Linked DNA regions of Mus musculus: all the other regions are linked to region 3. A link is a contact called in public ChIA-PET and Hi-C data. All regions are on one chromosome and are shown on one strand. Each heading gives the region's core, a stretch centred on a gene start, on an enhancer-like site or on the middle of the called end of the contact. The rest is flanking DNA. Distances are from core to core; before and after follow the strand shown. Region 1 holds the start of Lysmd4 (LysM, putative peptidoglycan-binding, domain containing 4). Region 2 overlaps Mef2a (myocyte enhancer factor 2A). Region 3 has its middle 2.9 kb from the start of Gm51462.

Evidence for each region. Hi-C and Micro-C count contacts between places; a contact is called where the count stands out from the background. ChIA-PET counts read pairs in DNA pulled down with a chosen protein or histone mark.
Region 1: a contact with region 3 is called in an RNA polymerase II ChIA-PET map of effector CD8 T cells, with 56 read pairs. The contact joins the promoter of Lysmd4 here to the enhancer-like site in region 3. A contact is called at or near these places in 5 of 39 promoter capture datasets (embryonic stem cells, hematopoietic stem and progenitor cells, hippocampal neurons and 2 more), 2 of 484 Hi-C or Micro-C datasets (the HPC-5 cell line and natural killer cells), 4 of 115 datasets of contacts at active chromatin or transcription factors (effector CD8 T cells, heart atrium, kidney and 1 more) and 3 of 9 other capture datasets (adipose tissue, liver and pancreatic islet).
Region 2: a contact with region 3 is called in a Hi-C map of the N1E-115 cell line, with 3 times the contacts expected there. The contact joins two enhancer-like sites. A contact is called at or near these places in 1 of 15 datasets of contacts at CTCF or cohesin (pro-B cells), 10 of 484 Hi-C or Micro-C datasets (the Ba/F3 cell line, the HPC-5 cell line, the HPC-7 cell line and 7 more) and 4 of 115 datasets of contacts at active chromatin or transcription factors (CD8 T cells, bone marrow-derived dendritic cells, heart atrium and 1 more).

Annotation. Positions count from the first base shown.
Region 1 is chr7:67,221,279-67,223,978 of GRCm38.p6, forward strand. It overlaps Lysmd4 (LysM, putative peptidoglycan-binding, domain containing 4), which reads left to right and starts at 1,266. Exons shown (of 3, transcript NM_175215.4): 1 at 1,266-1,351; 2 at 2,331-2,613. The coding sequence starts at 2,341. It overlaps 1700112J16Rik (RIKEN cDNA 1700112J16 gene), which reads right to left and starts at 1,180. Exons shown (of 3, transcript NR_131044.1): 1 at 966-1,180.
Region 2 is chr7:67,242,779-67,245,478 of GRCm38.p6, forward strand. All of the region lies in intron 8 of Mef2a (myocyte enhancer factor 2A), which reads right to left. Among named protein-coding and RNA genes, the nearest start is that of Lysmd4, 22 kb to the left of the region's middle. Within about 2 kb of position 1,298, at least 83 of the 459 cell types and tissues checked have an H3K27ac peak or open chromatin away from gene starts, as enhancers often do. A contact at or near this core is called in the N1E-115 cell line, bone marrow-derived macrophages and heart atrium, where this site is marked.
Region 3 is chr7:67,420,669-67,423,368 of GRCm38.p6, forward strand. No RefSeq gene overlaps it. Among named protein-coding and RNA genes, the nearest start is that of Gm51462, 2.9 kb to the left of the region's middle. Within about 2 kb of position 1,378, at least 35 of the 459 cell types and tissues checked have an H3K27ac peak or open chromatin away from gene starts, as enhancers often do. A contact at or near this core is called in the N1E-115 cell line, bone marrow-derived macrophages, effector CD8 T cells and 3 more, where this site is marked.

The sequences.
Region 1 (2,700 bases), core at 16-2,515, 200 kb before region 3:
GGGGACTGGGTCAGTGCCCTTGTGAAGGGCTTGGCTTAGACTCTTTAAAAGAAATAAAAAATTAAAAGACAAAACTTTCGACATTCCATGGCAGTTCTGCTTAGCCCTGGAGTTCAGAGCCATATTCAGAAAGCTAAATAGTTGGCCCCTGCTACCTTGCATCCTCTATCCCAGGAGAAGGCTGGACTTGGGAGGGGACAACATGTTTGACAAGGGTTGAAGGATATCCGAGTGGATACCTCTGGTGATGGGGTGGGTCTCCACTAACTTGGGATCAGATCAGTGGACCTGTTCATGTGGCTGGGCACCTGGCCCACTCTGATAGGTGGGACATAGCGTTCATACTTCTCAGGCAGCCTCATCCAAGCCTGTAAACTGTCACAAACCACAAATACCTCAGTGGGAAACACATGTGCTGGGTATATTAGCGAGGCTCACCTCCTGGGTTGGGGGGCAAAGTAAACAAATGTTTAAACAGATGTTTAAAGCCAGAAAGAAGAGTCCTGTGGCTAGCAGAGAGGGCCATGACCTGGTGCTTTCCTGGCCTTAGACATTTAGAGTAAGACTTTTAGTTTTATTCTAAATCATAGGAAGAATTTCTGGGCTCTTGTTTCAATGTTGATTCCCAGACAGGCTTAGCACCTTGGTTCAGCGGCCAGCCATCTGCATTCTTTGGTGTAATGCCTGCCCACGACACTTAGTTTCTTCCTTATTCATTGGATGAGTCTTACTCCATTAAGGATTTTAATCTTGGTTACAAAACAATGCCACAGGTTCTCCGCCCTTTTCCAAATAGCAGGGACGCTCTGGCTGGCCAGATGATACATATTCTCCTTTATCCAATTCTGGTCTGTGTTGTCAGGGCAACATTTCACATCCCTGGACTTCTGTTTATCTCTGGGCAGGGGCTGGCAACCATTCGGCCCCTCAAAGGATACTGGGTCGAAGATTCAGGTTGAGGCTACCTGGGTCAGGCCTCTCGAGTGGCGCACCGCCGTACTGGGTACGCTCCTGGCCACGGATCAGGACGCACATGGGTCAAAGGTCTCTCCTGCCGGGAAGAAGACCGAGGCTTAGCAGAAAGCTGTGGCCACCGAGGAGGCCAAGATACCTGGCTCAGAAGGGGAAACCGGGAACAGCTGGGATAAATGACATAGGAGCACAAGTCCAGGGTCCACGCTGGAGCCCCGCCCATCAGGGCCCGCCCTCATTCTGACCTCTCAGCACCTCCCGGCTCTGCCAGGGCCCGCCCTCCTCTGAAGTCATTGGTTGGCTCTTAGTCCCCGCCCCCGGAAGACCTGCTTTTTGCAGCCAATCGGCGGGCGCGGTGGCGGTGAAGCCTGGGAGCGAGGTACCCGAACCTGGAGCAGGGTCTGCTGGGTTGACTTGGGGGGCCAGGGCTTCTGGCCCTGTCACTGTGGGCTCAGTGGAGGGCTGCCAATCCAGGGCCAGTGCCTGTGTCCACAGAGGGCTGGTGCCGGCTTGCGGGAGTGGCAGGATGTGTATTCTTTGGAAAGTTGGGGCCGGGCCTGTTTAGGCCCAGGGGCGGGGACGTCTGAAATTTGTTTTGTCTCCTGCTTAATGACAGCCCACCTGTCATTGGAGGGAAACTGAGGCCTCTTTTGGCCGCCCCGGGTGCCAGGGGCTCAGAATTTGAGACCAGAGGGAGATACCTGAGGTTGGCTGTTCCCTTAAAGGGCCATGCAGAAGGGACCGCCAGGAATGCCTGGAGTCTCATTCCAGCCATTTGGAAGGGAAAGGTTGGTTGTGGCTCTGGCGTTTGACTCCAGGTGGCAATAAGGGGACCGTGGGGGTGAAATGAGTCCAGAATGACTGTGAGAAACGGACAAATTGAAATTTGATAGGTTTTTCCATTGCTCATCAATTAGGTCACGTCAGCCAGGGTCAAAATAAGAGAACTATGGTTGTTCCCAGCTTCTGTCCTTTCCCCTGAAGACACCTTGGGATGCCTAATGAGGTTTTTGTCCAAAGATTCTAAGTGTAAGATTCTCAGTGTCAGAGAGCTGAGAACAGTTGTCACCTCACACAGTGCTGAGACACAGTGGTTTCTTCTGTGGGCTAGGGGAAGCACAGCTGGGGGTGGGGAAGAAGGGTGGGGAATCTTTTTTGCACACAGTAAGCACTTAGGGAAAGTATGATCTTATTCTGTGTCAGTATCAGGTGGACAGGTGTGAGGATGTCCTTCTGTCCTGATGCTGTTTGTTTGATATTGGCAATATTAGGAAGTTACTAACGAGACAGTCCTCTTTAGGAAGCCAGAGGAAAATGAATAGCATTTGTGTGGAATTAACTCCAGGTCTGATTTTCAGTTAAGAGAAAATGAGGCAGAAGGAAGTGTTAGCCAAGAGCTTCCAAGGTCCAGCTGCTGTCTGCAGGACTCCAAACAGCCACGTTTACATGTTCAACAATGGCAGCGGGGACTCTGGGGACTCCTCTGAGGAAGAGTCACATCAGGTGGTGTTACGACCCCGGGGCAAGGAGCACCAGAAGAACAGCAGCCAACGGCCAGGAGCAGGCACCATGGTTCTGCTGCAGCGGGAGCTGGCTCAGGAAGACAGCCTCAACAAGCTGGCTCTCCAGTATGGCTGCAAAGTAAGCTGACCTCAGTCCCTCTGCCCTCCAGGGTTGAGAGAGGCACGGGGGGGGGGGAGGGGGTCCACTATAGGCGGGGGTCACTAT
Region 2 (2,700 bases), core at 48-2,547, 180 kb before region 3:
ATTTGGTGGCTGATTATGGTATGGATGCCCCGGGTGGGGCAGTCGCAGTCTCTGGATGCTCCTTCCTTCCTTCCGTCTCAGCTCCAAACTTTGTCTCTGTAACTCCTTCCATGGGTGTTTATGAAGTTGTAAAGAGTGTGATTGACTACACTTTTTAGCGATCTTTCTTATCTTCATGATTTCTACATTTCAACACACTCAGAAACTATCTCTGAGATTCTGCAGTTAAGTGTCATTTTAAGGAAGGCAAAGTCACACAGTGTCACACATTGGTATGACAGGTGGAGAAACAGTTCAGGCTCAGCACTGAGTCAACAATTTCAATGAGTTTTTGAGGGAGAGACTTAATCTGGTCTCAAATAAAACTAGGTAAAAATAGTGTTCAGATGGTTCTGTGTAGGCTATCCCTACTCTGGGCTTTTTAGAGTTGCATCTTCATGGCAACTTCTTGGTATGACTTCAAAGACTGTAGAAATAATGACCCTCCATACTTGGTCTGCCCACCAGCTAGATCCCTGCAAGCAGTGTGTTCCGTGAGTAAGTGACTTTCAGAACCACTAGAGGGCAACACAGTGATAGATAATTAAAGCATTTAGGACAATAATTTAAGGGTAAAGAGCAGGGTCTAGTAAAAGATGAATTATTTCAGTTTGAACCATAATGCAACCATTAGTGGCATCCTTAACTCAAGAATTTCCCCCCAAAGATATTCATTGTATAATCTAGCATCACATTTATAGCTAATCAGTGAGTATATTTCATATACCAATCCAAAAATGAGCAAGCACAGAACAAATAAAAGATCATCTCTTATTTTAAGGATAAAGAACAAAGAAACTTATTTGAAAAGAAACTGTTAAAAACACACCAGCATGCATAAACATGTCATCATAAGGAAATGAAAATAGTGGGTGCCTTTACACCCCATGCTCACATGCACTCCTAACCCCTGCCCATGCTAACACTGGAACACTCACAAGTTTTTATTCCCTTTAAATCGGAGTCATCTAATTAGACTTGGAATGCATATGATGACATCTGTTGAGTTTGGGTTTTAGTTCCCAACATAGAGGTAAGTTATTTTTAGTCAAGTTTTTTTTCCACAGGAAAAAAACAACATAAAATATGTTTTGGATAAACAGGTAAGAGCTGCTTTTAAAGACTCAAACATTCCTCGTAAGAAGCAAATGTGTGTGTGTTCAATCACAGCCACTTCTTTTTGTAAACAGGGAACCCCCTTGTGGTTCCGACTGCCTCATGCAGGATGAGATAATCAACTCTGAAAAAGGTGACCTCACCAAAAATGATGTAATCTTTTTGAAAGAAAGAAACATAACACAAGATTCTGTGTTACGATCTCAGGGACTCTGAGGGTGAAGTCATTTTCTAAAAACACTTTAATAATTTCGAAAGCCACATAAGGTATTTTGTGTACTTCCTTAGCAAAAAAAGCTTAAGTATCTTGTGTTCATGGATAGCTATTGTTTTTACAAGTTACTTCAATATGTCTTCTCCTTTACCCATCAAATAAAAGGGACCAATATATACAGCAATAAACATAAACATAACTAGGATCAGTAGTGCCAGTAGGTGGATTTCTTGATTAAAAAATGTTTGGATAGTGGAAAACAAATAGAAAAATATCTTTGTAACAAAGGAACAAAGGTTAAATAAGAACATTTAAAATAATTAGTACTATTTATATATTTTTCAACTCTGTTCAAGCAGGAAACCACACTCACCAACTCCAATTCCTCTTCCTCCGACTGTACTCAGCACATAAGAGGGATAAGAGAGTTAACTAAGACTGTTGGAACTTGCAACAAGATCTTTCTTTAGAAAAACATGGCATTTGGATTCTAGTAGCTGTTTGCAACTTTACAGAGGTTCTATACATATCAAACGATGCATATAGTACTTGCCTCTACATTATAGTTGCTTTTTCAAAATAAAGGAAAATTCTTTTAAATTCTCTAGCCAATGATTTAAAGCCCCATCCTGTCCCTTAATCCCACCTCCTCTTACATGGGTCTCTCCTACACACAGCATTGCTTCTGAGACACTTCCAAGTTTAACACTGTGCACATATACATTTAATCCCTGCATAGCTACCCCATCTGGCCAGACAGTTTGTATACATGCCTGTCTACTACCAGACTCTATTGTTAGAAAACTGCTGTGTGTTTTATTTTCCCAGTGGCCAACACATTATAAGACACAGTAAGTGTTTACTAATAAATGCTATAGTTTTGAGTAATAATATATGTTTACCATTTGCAAATAACAGTGTTCCCATGAATAAAACTATCTTAGTGGGGTAAAGCCTTGCATATGACAAAGAAGAGACTGGAAGGGAACTGTTAAACTTTAAAAACAGTAAAAATGAATAAGACAGGTTTTCTCCTTTTAAGTGGTTATGAAATACTTCTATGCTAGAAACAGTCTGCTCATTGATATTTCCTATTTCACTTGAGTAAGTCAAGTTTCTTCCAATTTGTGAAGTGTCCTAAGCCTCACTGGTTTCTCTGCAAATGAATAAACTGATCATTTACTCAACAAAACAAGCACTCAGCGTACAAGTAGGCAAATATAGTTCAGCTGCTCACTTAAACATATCATTTTGTTATCTCCAATTTACAAGACAGATGTCAAAATAATATCAAACTCTTGCTGTATGTAAAATACAGTGTAACTTTACAG
Region 3 (2,700 bases), core at 128-2,627:
AGTGGAGGTCTGGCTTCCTGTCCATACACAGTCACCATAGTCGGACAGTTGCTTCATCTATTAAGACTCAACTGGGAGCAGACAGGCTGTCTTTGTTGGCATCAGAATCTCAAAGGGTAGTTACTGTTTCATGAAGCATATTAAATATACATAATTTGTTTGGCTTTGAATCATAGTATTTAATTCCATTAGAAATTTCAAATAATATTAAGCAAGGATGCAAAATAGTTGCTTTTTTTTTTTAATGTGGATGGATTAAAGATGTTGAGACACAGCATTTAAGGGAAAAATTCTCCAACTCCTTTGTCAGCAGGAGAATCCTTTCCAATTTGGACAGTTTGTCTTGCTCTCTTCAGGTGTCTCTGGGACGCATGGAAGAAACTGAGCGGAGTGTCCAGGCCCATTCAGAGAGAGACAGGAAGGGGGTGGGGGGAGGAGGAGAAAGGGAGAGAGAGGTCAGAGTTCCTGTACTGAGGCTCTGCCATGTATCAGGTGCATTGTGTGACCCCATTACATCTTTTCTGGCAGCTCAGAGAAGGGCAACCACGTGGGCTATTTGTCACAGGTGCACAAGTCTTAAGATGAGTGTTTTGGCAACTTGCTTAGTCTCTCAGTCTGCCACGTGGCTAACAGTGACTCTTGTCTGCACCAGTGTGGAGAGGGTTGAGGAGACAGTGTCTGCAAGCTGAGAGCGAGGAAGACACTGCTCTCCTTTCTGAAACCCTGTGTTAGGATACAGGAGCAGTCTTTAAACCCAGCATCTGCTAGGGTTTGGTCCTGATGGAGCTTTAAAAACAGCCAGCCTATTTCCACTTCCTGCTTAAGGCTGCAGAAAATGGTGGGGGTGAGCCGAGGACTGAGTGGCCACAGGCAACTCACGATGGCCAGAGCCACTTCACCCTCCCCATGAAATGGAGGTGAGAACATGAACCTGCCGGGGTTTTGCTGAGGGACAGGGGAACAACCACTCCAGGTTTCTGACATAGTGCCTAACGGGCACTGGAGATGTGCGGGATCCGTGTAGCTAGTGTTACAAAGGGAGCCGAAACAGCTGCCAACTTATTTTTATTTATTTATTTATTTATTTTTACCCTGAGCTTGTAGGCCTCGCTTTGCTCAGCTTACTGGATGGCAGCCAAGCTAAATTAACACTCTTATCTTCTGGCCCCTGCAGCTGGCAGCCTCTCTGCAGGTCCTTCCAACATTCTCTTTAGGCTCAGCCATGAGTTGCCGGGAAGCCATCCCAAGCCATCCAAGCCTGCTTCTGCCCTGCACTCCTTCATCTACACACAGGCAAGACTTCCTGGGCTCTGCTCTAGGGCCAAATGAGGTCATGCTTTTACACAGGAAAAGGAAGGTCACTGGGGTGGCCTAGCCCCTGACATAGTGGAAACCCGGCACAGATCATCAAGACGTTACCGGGTTTTGTCAGTGTGAACTCAGCTAGGTGCTTTATGTTGTTAGGCAATCTAAGTCATGCCAGGGGATTCTGCCCCAGGGTTTTCTTAGACAACTTTCTGAAATTCTAAAGGTTCCGACAACCTCCTAAGAACGAGATTAAAATGCCAGTTCTACCCGAGGAGCCCTGGAATGAGGCAGAGACCCAAAAGTTCTACTAAGGTTGTAGGTGACACTCCTCAGCGAGCTGCCAACCTCTCTCTTACCACGGAGCTGGGCTCTGAGACACCATCTCTCATGCATTAATCATGGCTCTTGTCACATGTCATGTTGTTGTTGTTGTTGTACTGTCTTGTTTTATTGAGACAGGATCTCACATAGCTCACGTGGGCCTTGAACACACTATATGGCCCAGGCTAGCTTCTAACACAAGATCCTCCTATCTTCAGCCTTCCAAATGCTGAGATGACAAGAATATAACAGCATGTCCCACTTGTGTGAGTGCAGGCGCGTACACACACACACACATACACACACACACACACACGTGCATGCAGGTGCTAGTAGATGTGTGTAGAGGCCATAGGTTGATATAGGTGTCTTCCTCTACCATGCCTCTCCTTGTTTTTGTTGTTGTTGTTTGTTTGTTTTGTTTTTTTTTTTGTTTTTGTTTTGACAGTCTCTTGCTGAACTTGCTGCGCCCTGATTGGCTGGATAGACTGACCAGTAAGCTGTGGAGATCTACCTGTCTCCAACCATAGTCCTGCCCCAACCCTCCCTAACACCTTGATTCTGGCTGCCCAGTGCTGGGATTACAGGTGTTCCCAGCCACATCTGGTTTCTTTTATATGGGTCCTGAAGATTCAAACTCAGTCCCCATGCCTGTCCGGCAAAGCACTTTGTCCACAGAGCCAGCCCTATAGTTCCTTGTTTAGCTTTCACTTACCTTAAAGTTTACTTTCCAAAAATGTGTATAATTTCCTTCCAAATGACCTGCCTTTAACTCAGATGTGTGTATATTGCCATGAAATCACAATGGTAATGGGTGCTTTCTGTTTTATTGCACCTTAAGCATTTAAATGGAAAACATAGATTGTGATCATCCTTGTCTAGCACTCCTGTGGTATCCTCTTAGGCTGAGATATATCACCTGCGAGGGGCTTGGGGGAACTCCGTAGCCTGGACCACCCCCACCTTGTTTTTTAAACTCTGTAACTTCAGCAGCTGCTTTAGCCCCATGAGTGCCTGAGATCATGAGAAAGGACGGGATGGTTTTGGACACTGTGTTAATTTCAGCAAAGA